2 separate regions of the Mus musculus genome follow, and region 1 is linked to region 2. The links are chromatin contacts, called in public promoter capture Hi-C maps. All regions are on one chromosome and are shown on one strand. The core of a region is the stretch at or near the end of the contact, and the rest is flanking DNA. Distances in the headings are between cores, read along the strand shown.

Region 1 (2,700 bases), core at 177-2,676, 140 kb after region 2:
CTCTCCTCAGTGGAAAGTGGGAATTCGGGCTGAGCCTCAGGCAACTGGGCTCCCCTGACCCTCCCCCTCACAGGCAGCCTTAGGAGGTAGGCCTGAAGACTGAAGGGCAAATGAAACTTCAGTTTCCTCCCCTGAAAAGGAAATTTCTCTACAAAATACCCTAAAGAGCCTCTGACAGCGGTCTGTGGGAGTTCGGGAAGGGGGGCAGATCTGGAGGTCACCTATGGGCACACATCCTTTAACTGGAAAAGAGCTTCACGTCCCCTCGATTTGGAGGCACCCTTGATCTGAGGTCAGAGGCAAGGCTGGACTGGGGCAGCATGCAAAATACAGCCTGTGCCGGCTCGGAAAATGGGCGCCTTCCTCAGCTCACTTCTCGCTAAAGGCCAGCTATGTAGCGCCCTTCTGAGAACTTCCCTCCCTGAGGTACAGCCCAGAGTCCTCAGGTCTGCAATTGCCAGTGTAAGAGGAAAAAAAAAAAAAACAAACCGTAAATAAAAAGAAAATAATGGAGAGGAAAAGAAAGGAGAAAGGGGGGGAGAAGAAAACTTGGGGGTGTGGGAATGTGTGGCCTGGGGTGGAAGGGTGCGCTCTGGCCTACAAGGCCCATTCTTGTGATCCTGTGGCTCTGTGTGGGCGAAGGCACAGTCCAGCAGCGTGCAGGCTACATGTGGTGCGCCCTTCCAGGGTGGGGCCCCTTAACTGTACTTAAGTCCCGTGAGAAGGCAGACGCCAGTCTGTGGATGGTGCTGAGGGGTGCTGTCTAGGCCGACTGTGTGGCGCAGAAGCCGGCTTGCTAGAGCGTCTATGTGCACGAACACATAACCACACATAAGCGTCCACCTCCCTTCTTCCTCCCTTTTAATTTAGTTGGACCACAGAGTTCTAAAGTCTGTCCTGGAGAAAGGAACGGGATGGCGACTCTCGCCTCCTGCGAACCCGGTTCTGCCAAAGGAGGCAGCTACAGAGCAACAACCTAAGTCAGTAAGCCCCCAGACCCTCGCACAGATGTGCCAGGCGCCTCGAAGACGACAAGGCGCCTACCACCAAAGCTGAAGGCGTGGGGGTGGGGAGAAGATGGGGAACCGAGAATCCAAAGAAACTTGAGGCCAGCGGGCTTTGAAGGAGACCCGCAGACATCTCTTCTTGCAACTCGCGCCAGGGCGCAGCCGCCTAGCTCCAAGGTCCCTCGCACCAACTCCTGTAAAGGTCCCCTTCGTCACCCGCCCTGCCACTAGGGCTTCCCGCGCGCGCGCGCGCGTGTCTGGGCTGCGGAAGGCCCACACTCACCTGGTTTCGAGCGCGCAAGTCCACCTGGGATCGTGAATCGTCCTGCGCCCCGCATCATCTCTCCAAGGCCGCGACCCCGCAGCCAGGGCCGCTCCCTGACGCGCTCCCCGCCTGCGCCACCCGCTTTCCGGAACCCGGCCTGGCGCGCAGCGTCGGAGGCCCCGCGGCGGCGGCAGGCCGAGCCCATAGGGGCATCAGGCCAACTCCCCCCGCGCCCGCGGGCTTCTCTACTCTTATTATTAAAGGATCCCCCGGAACGTGTTTACGTTGAGCCTTGTAAACTTCCTGCCCCGGACTTTGCCATCTCTCAGGAAATCAGAACCTGCGCTTGTAAAAGGGGACACGGGGCCGCGGGGCCAACTAAGCGGATTTCAGAGTTAAGCGTGGGGGGAGGGGGCTCCGAGGAGACTTTGCTCTGTGAATTCAGATCTGAGAGTGGCAGCTTCCCGGGGGACCCTGGGGAACGTGAGTGGGGAGCGCACTGGTGCAAGCCTGCGCGTCTAAGTTGGTGATTAGAGGATTCGCTTGGGGGCATCGTTGTGTGTGCGCTCCGGGCGCGTGTTAATGCACGCGTGTGCGCGCTTTCATGAATGAGTGCACGAAGCCGCCTGCTAGGGAACCTGTGCGGTTCGTGGCACTGCACGACCTGAAGCCACTCTCCGGGTCCCGCTTGCAGCGCTTGGAGACAAAGCGCCCGCTAAGCCGCCTGCGGTTTCGTTTTCCGCCCGCCCGCGCTCGGCTGGGGCAGTGGCTGCAGCGCGGTTGGGCGAGTCCGAGGAGCGCCGGGCGCCGGCGCAGCGCTTCCCAGGGCGGGGAGTGAGGGGAGGCGGTCCCTCTCGGGAACTTACGCCGTCCTGCCCCGGGGGCCGGGAACCCAATCGCTCTCTCTGCCCGCGCTGGTCACGACCCAAGGCCTCCGCCACCGCCGCAGCCCAGCGCGCCGGGAAGACCGGAGTCCCGGGCGCGTGTCCAGCCCGGTCATCCGGGCCTAGGAGGCGGGGACCGGCACACCGGGTCCAGGTCGGCAGAGGCGGGGCAGGCTTCGCAGTCCGGGGAGCGGGGGTGGAGGGGGGCTGGGGACGCGTGGGGAGGGACCTGGGGGGCTTGAGCCCACTGAATAGCTACGGGGGATCGGACACTGCAGGCTGCGGGGGCGCAAAGGCGTGCACCGGCGGGGGGGGGGAGTAGGCGGGGGGGGCGGTGCCGGGCCCCCTGATGCGCGTGGCCTCCCGCAGGGAGGAGGAGGAGAATAGCGCGCCTGGGGAGGGCGGGCTTGCGGGGGAGGCGCGCTCGGGAGCCGCAGTGACGGCAGAGGTGCAGCCGCCCCGCGCAGCCCCCTCCCCTCCCTCCCCTCCTGCTCCTCCTCCTCCTCCCGGCTCGGCAGCGCAGAGCAGCGGCGGCAGCGGCGGC
Region 2 (2,700 bases), core at 160-2,659:
CTAACTCCGTCAACACAGATGCTGAGTTAGCTCCGAGTTCCCGCCTCCATTTTCATTACCAGGAGCCAATTTCAACAGGGGCGGGGGGGGGGGGTAAATTTTCCAGGTACAGAAGTGCCTTTAAGAAAGCAAGAGGCGTAGCTGGCCATGATCCCCACCCTGTCCTTTCCTCCTGTTCATCTGCCTCCCTTCTTCCCAGATGCCTACATAAACCTCAGTGCTGTTCTTTAGAATTTCTTTCTCTGGGTGTCCAAATCTCAGGACTCTGAGGGGAAGGCCTTCTCATTAGGCAGCCGCACTATAAAATGAATTAGCCCAACAGTCAGTCCCACTGGGGACGTGCGTATTTTTAGAAGGAGGCTGTTCCCTGTGAGCTGGATGCCTGTGTTTTGGACAGGAGAGCTCTTAGTCTCACCACGGTCTGTCTTCACAATTTATGTCACCCTCCCTCTCAGGGGCACTTGAACCCTTCCAGGCATGGAAGCAACAGGCTCAGCTCGGAGATGCTTGGTACCGTAGGAAGATGGCCACAAAAGACTCTTTTTCACTTTGCTTCAGAACAAGGGGCTCAGAGTTTAACTGAGTGAAAGCTAGGAGCAAGGTTGATGTGTACCCAGAGATGCTTTCGAATGCGCATGGCCCGTGGTCCCCATCTTTGAGCTGCCAATCACGAGGGGAAGAAGGTGGGGGTGGGTTGGCTCTGCTTCCTCTGAGGCAAGCACCTTGGCTGGAAACTCTTCAGTTCCCACTCTAAATTTAAAAGCTCACGTCCCAAGACCCTTGAGTAGAGGTTACCCAAGGCCCAGTTCGGGTTCAGGCGGAAAGCAGCGACTTTATTTGGCAAGGAAACGCCTTGCAAGAGGCTTCTCTGGCCAGCAATGTGGAGGAAAGCTGTGACTCAGTGCGTTCCTCTCTGGCATTTACAGCCCTGAAAAATGATTGCAGCTTCCTCCGGGCCTCTGGAGCCAGAGCCTGAAGAAGTGACCTTTAAGACAAGTTTGTTTACCCCATGTTGGGGCGACGGCCCTCCCGTGAGCTCTGGGGCTCTTCGCCTGCTCCTCCTGATCCCAGCTGACCCTCTGCAGCCCAGCCCAAAGGGAGGAGTAGGCAGCCAGGGACTGCTCTGCCAAGGAAAGGAACTTCTCCTGGGGATGTCATGTGAGGCTGGTCTGAGGTGACACCCCTGGGAACACACCCCTCAGCCAACCTTAACCTCTGGTTCTTCAGACAAAGCCAGAAGTGCAATCATGGCTTCCCTGCCTTTTAGGGCCTCGACACAAACTCGGAACGATTTGAATCTCAGTTCCATAGAGTTTTACACTGAGTTCCAGAGAAGAGAGGGAAGAGCCTGCCGCTAAGAAGAGCACTCAGGCCCCTGAGCCAGCATCTTCCACTTGGTGTTCAACACCAAGGAAACCGGCCCAGTCCGGAAATGATTGAATTAGGCTCACTGACTTTTTTTTTCCAGAGCAGGGATAAAGCTTGAAGCCTTGGATATCACTGCTTGCTTGTTTGTTTGTTTATTATTTCTCTATTTATTTACAGACCGGGTTTTAAATAGTCCAGGTTGGCCTGCAACTCTCCGTGTCCCCAAGATGACCTTGAACTTCTGATTCTCCTGTCTCCACCTCCCAAGTGCTGGGGTGACAGTCCTGTGCCATTACACCAAGTTTAGGTGGTTCTGGGGACAGAGCCCAGGGACTGAATGGTTGCAAGGCTGTGTTCTGCTTAGTAAGCTTCAGACTTACATCTGCTAAATGGGTCAGTCCCCTCCCCGGCCCTGCTTCCTCTTGAGACATTGTTCTCCTGTAGTTACTTAGTCTCAGGGACACACACACACACACACACACACACACACCCCTCTGTAGCCATTGTTCTCCTGTAGTTACTTAGTTTCAGGGACTCACACACACACACACACACACACACACACACACACACACACACACACGCACGCACACCTCTGTAGACATTGCTCTCCTGTAGTTACTTAGTTTCAGGGACTGACACACACACACACACACACACACACACACACACACACACACACACCCCTCTGTAGACATTGCTCTCCTGTAGTTACTTAGTTTCAGGAACACACACACACACACACACACACACACACACACAATGTTGTTCCTTTGGGGGAGAGGTAGGAAAGTAGACAAAGGAAACTACAAGCGAGAGAGGTCTTGCCCTCTCGGCTGTTTCCCTCAAGCCATTCTTAATGTGCAGTGTGTGCGCGAATACACTGGTGTGTGTACACGCATGTGTATACAACGAGTGTGTGTGTACATGTGAGCAGAGCTTCTTTGATAAGGCTGAGGAGCCAGGAGTCTCACAACCTTCTCACACACAGACGACCCGCAGATCCTTTCTCGGTCGCTGTCAGTTCTTTTTAAATTAAGCCTTGTGCCAGTGGCGGCGGCGGCGGCAGCAGCGATGCCGGAGTATGCCTGTGCTTTGAGTTATTTTTCTGTTCCCCTGTGAGAAAAACTGAGTTAGAGAGTGCGAACTTCCTTTCCTGGTGGGGGGGGCAAAAGGAAAGAAGAGAAAAAAAAAAGTACCGTAGTTTCCTGAAATTAACTTTTGAAAATTAGACTTTTTTTTTTTTTTTTTTTTTTTTTTTTTTTTGTGAGCCAAGTGCCTACTTCCTGACAGATTCCAAATCCTGACCCCGTGCTGACTGGCGGGAGGAAA

Evidence for each region. Promoter capture Hi-C pulls out the DNA fragments that hold promoters and counts their contacts.
Region 1: a promoter capture Hi-C map of cancer-associated fibroblasts shows a contact between it and region 2, with 5 times the contacts expected there. The contact joins the promoter of Fendrr here to the enhancer-like site in region 2. A contact is called at or near these places in 2 of 39 promoter capture datasets (cancer-associated fibroblasts and liver), 4 of 484 Hi-C or Micro-C datasets (the C2C12 cell line, Th2 cells, cochlea and 1 more), 11 of 115 datasets of contacts at active chromatin or transcription factors (astrocytes, cardiomyocytes, craniofacial prominence and 6 more) and 4 of 9 other capture datasets (adipose tissue, embryonic stem cells, liver and 1 more).

What each region holds. Positions count from the first base shown.
Region 1 is chr8:121,081,684-121,084,383 of GRCm38.p6, forward strand. Fendrr (Foxf1 adjacent non-coding developmental regulatory RNA) reads right to left here and starts at 1,427. Exons shown (of 6, transcript NR_045471.2): 1 at 1,291-1,427.
Region 2 is chr8:120,946,467-120,949,166 of GRCm38.p6, forward strand. No RefSeq gene overlaps it. Among named protein-coding and RNA genes, the nearest start is that of Gm33471, 31 kb to the left of the region's middle. Within about 2 kb of position 1,410, at least 47 of the 459 cell types and tissues checked have an H3K27ac peak or open chromatin away from gene starts, as enhancers often do. A contact at or near this core is called in adipose tissue, cancer-associated fibroblasts and uterus, where this site is marked.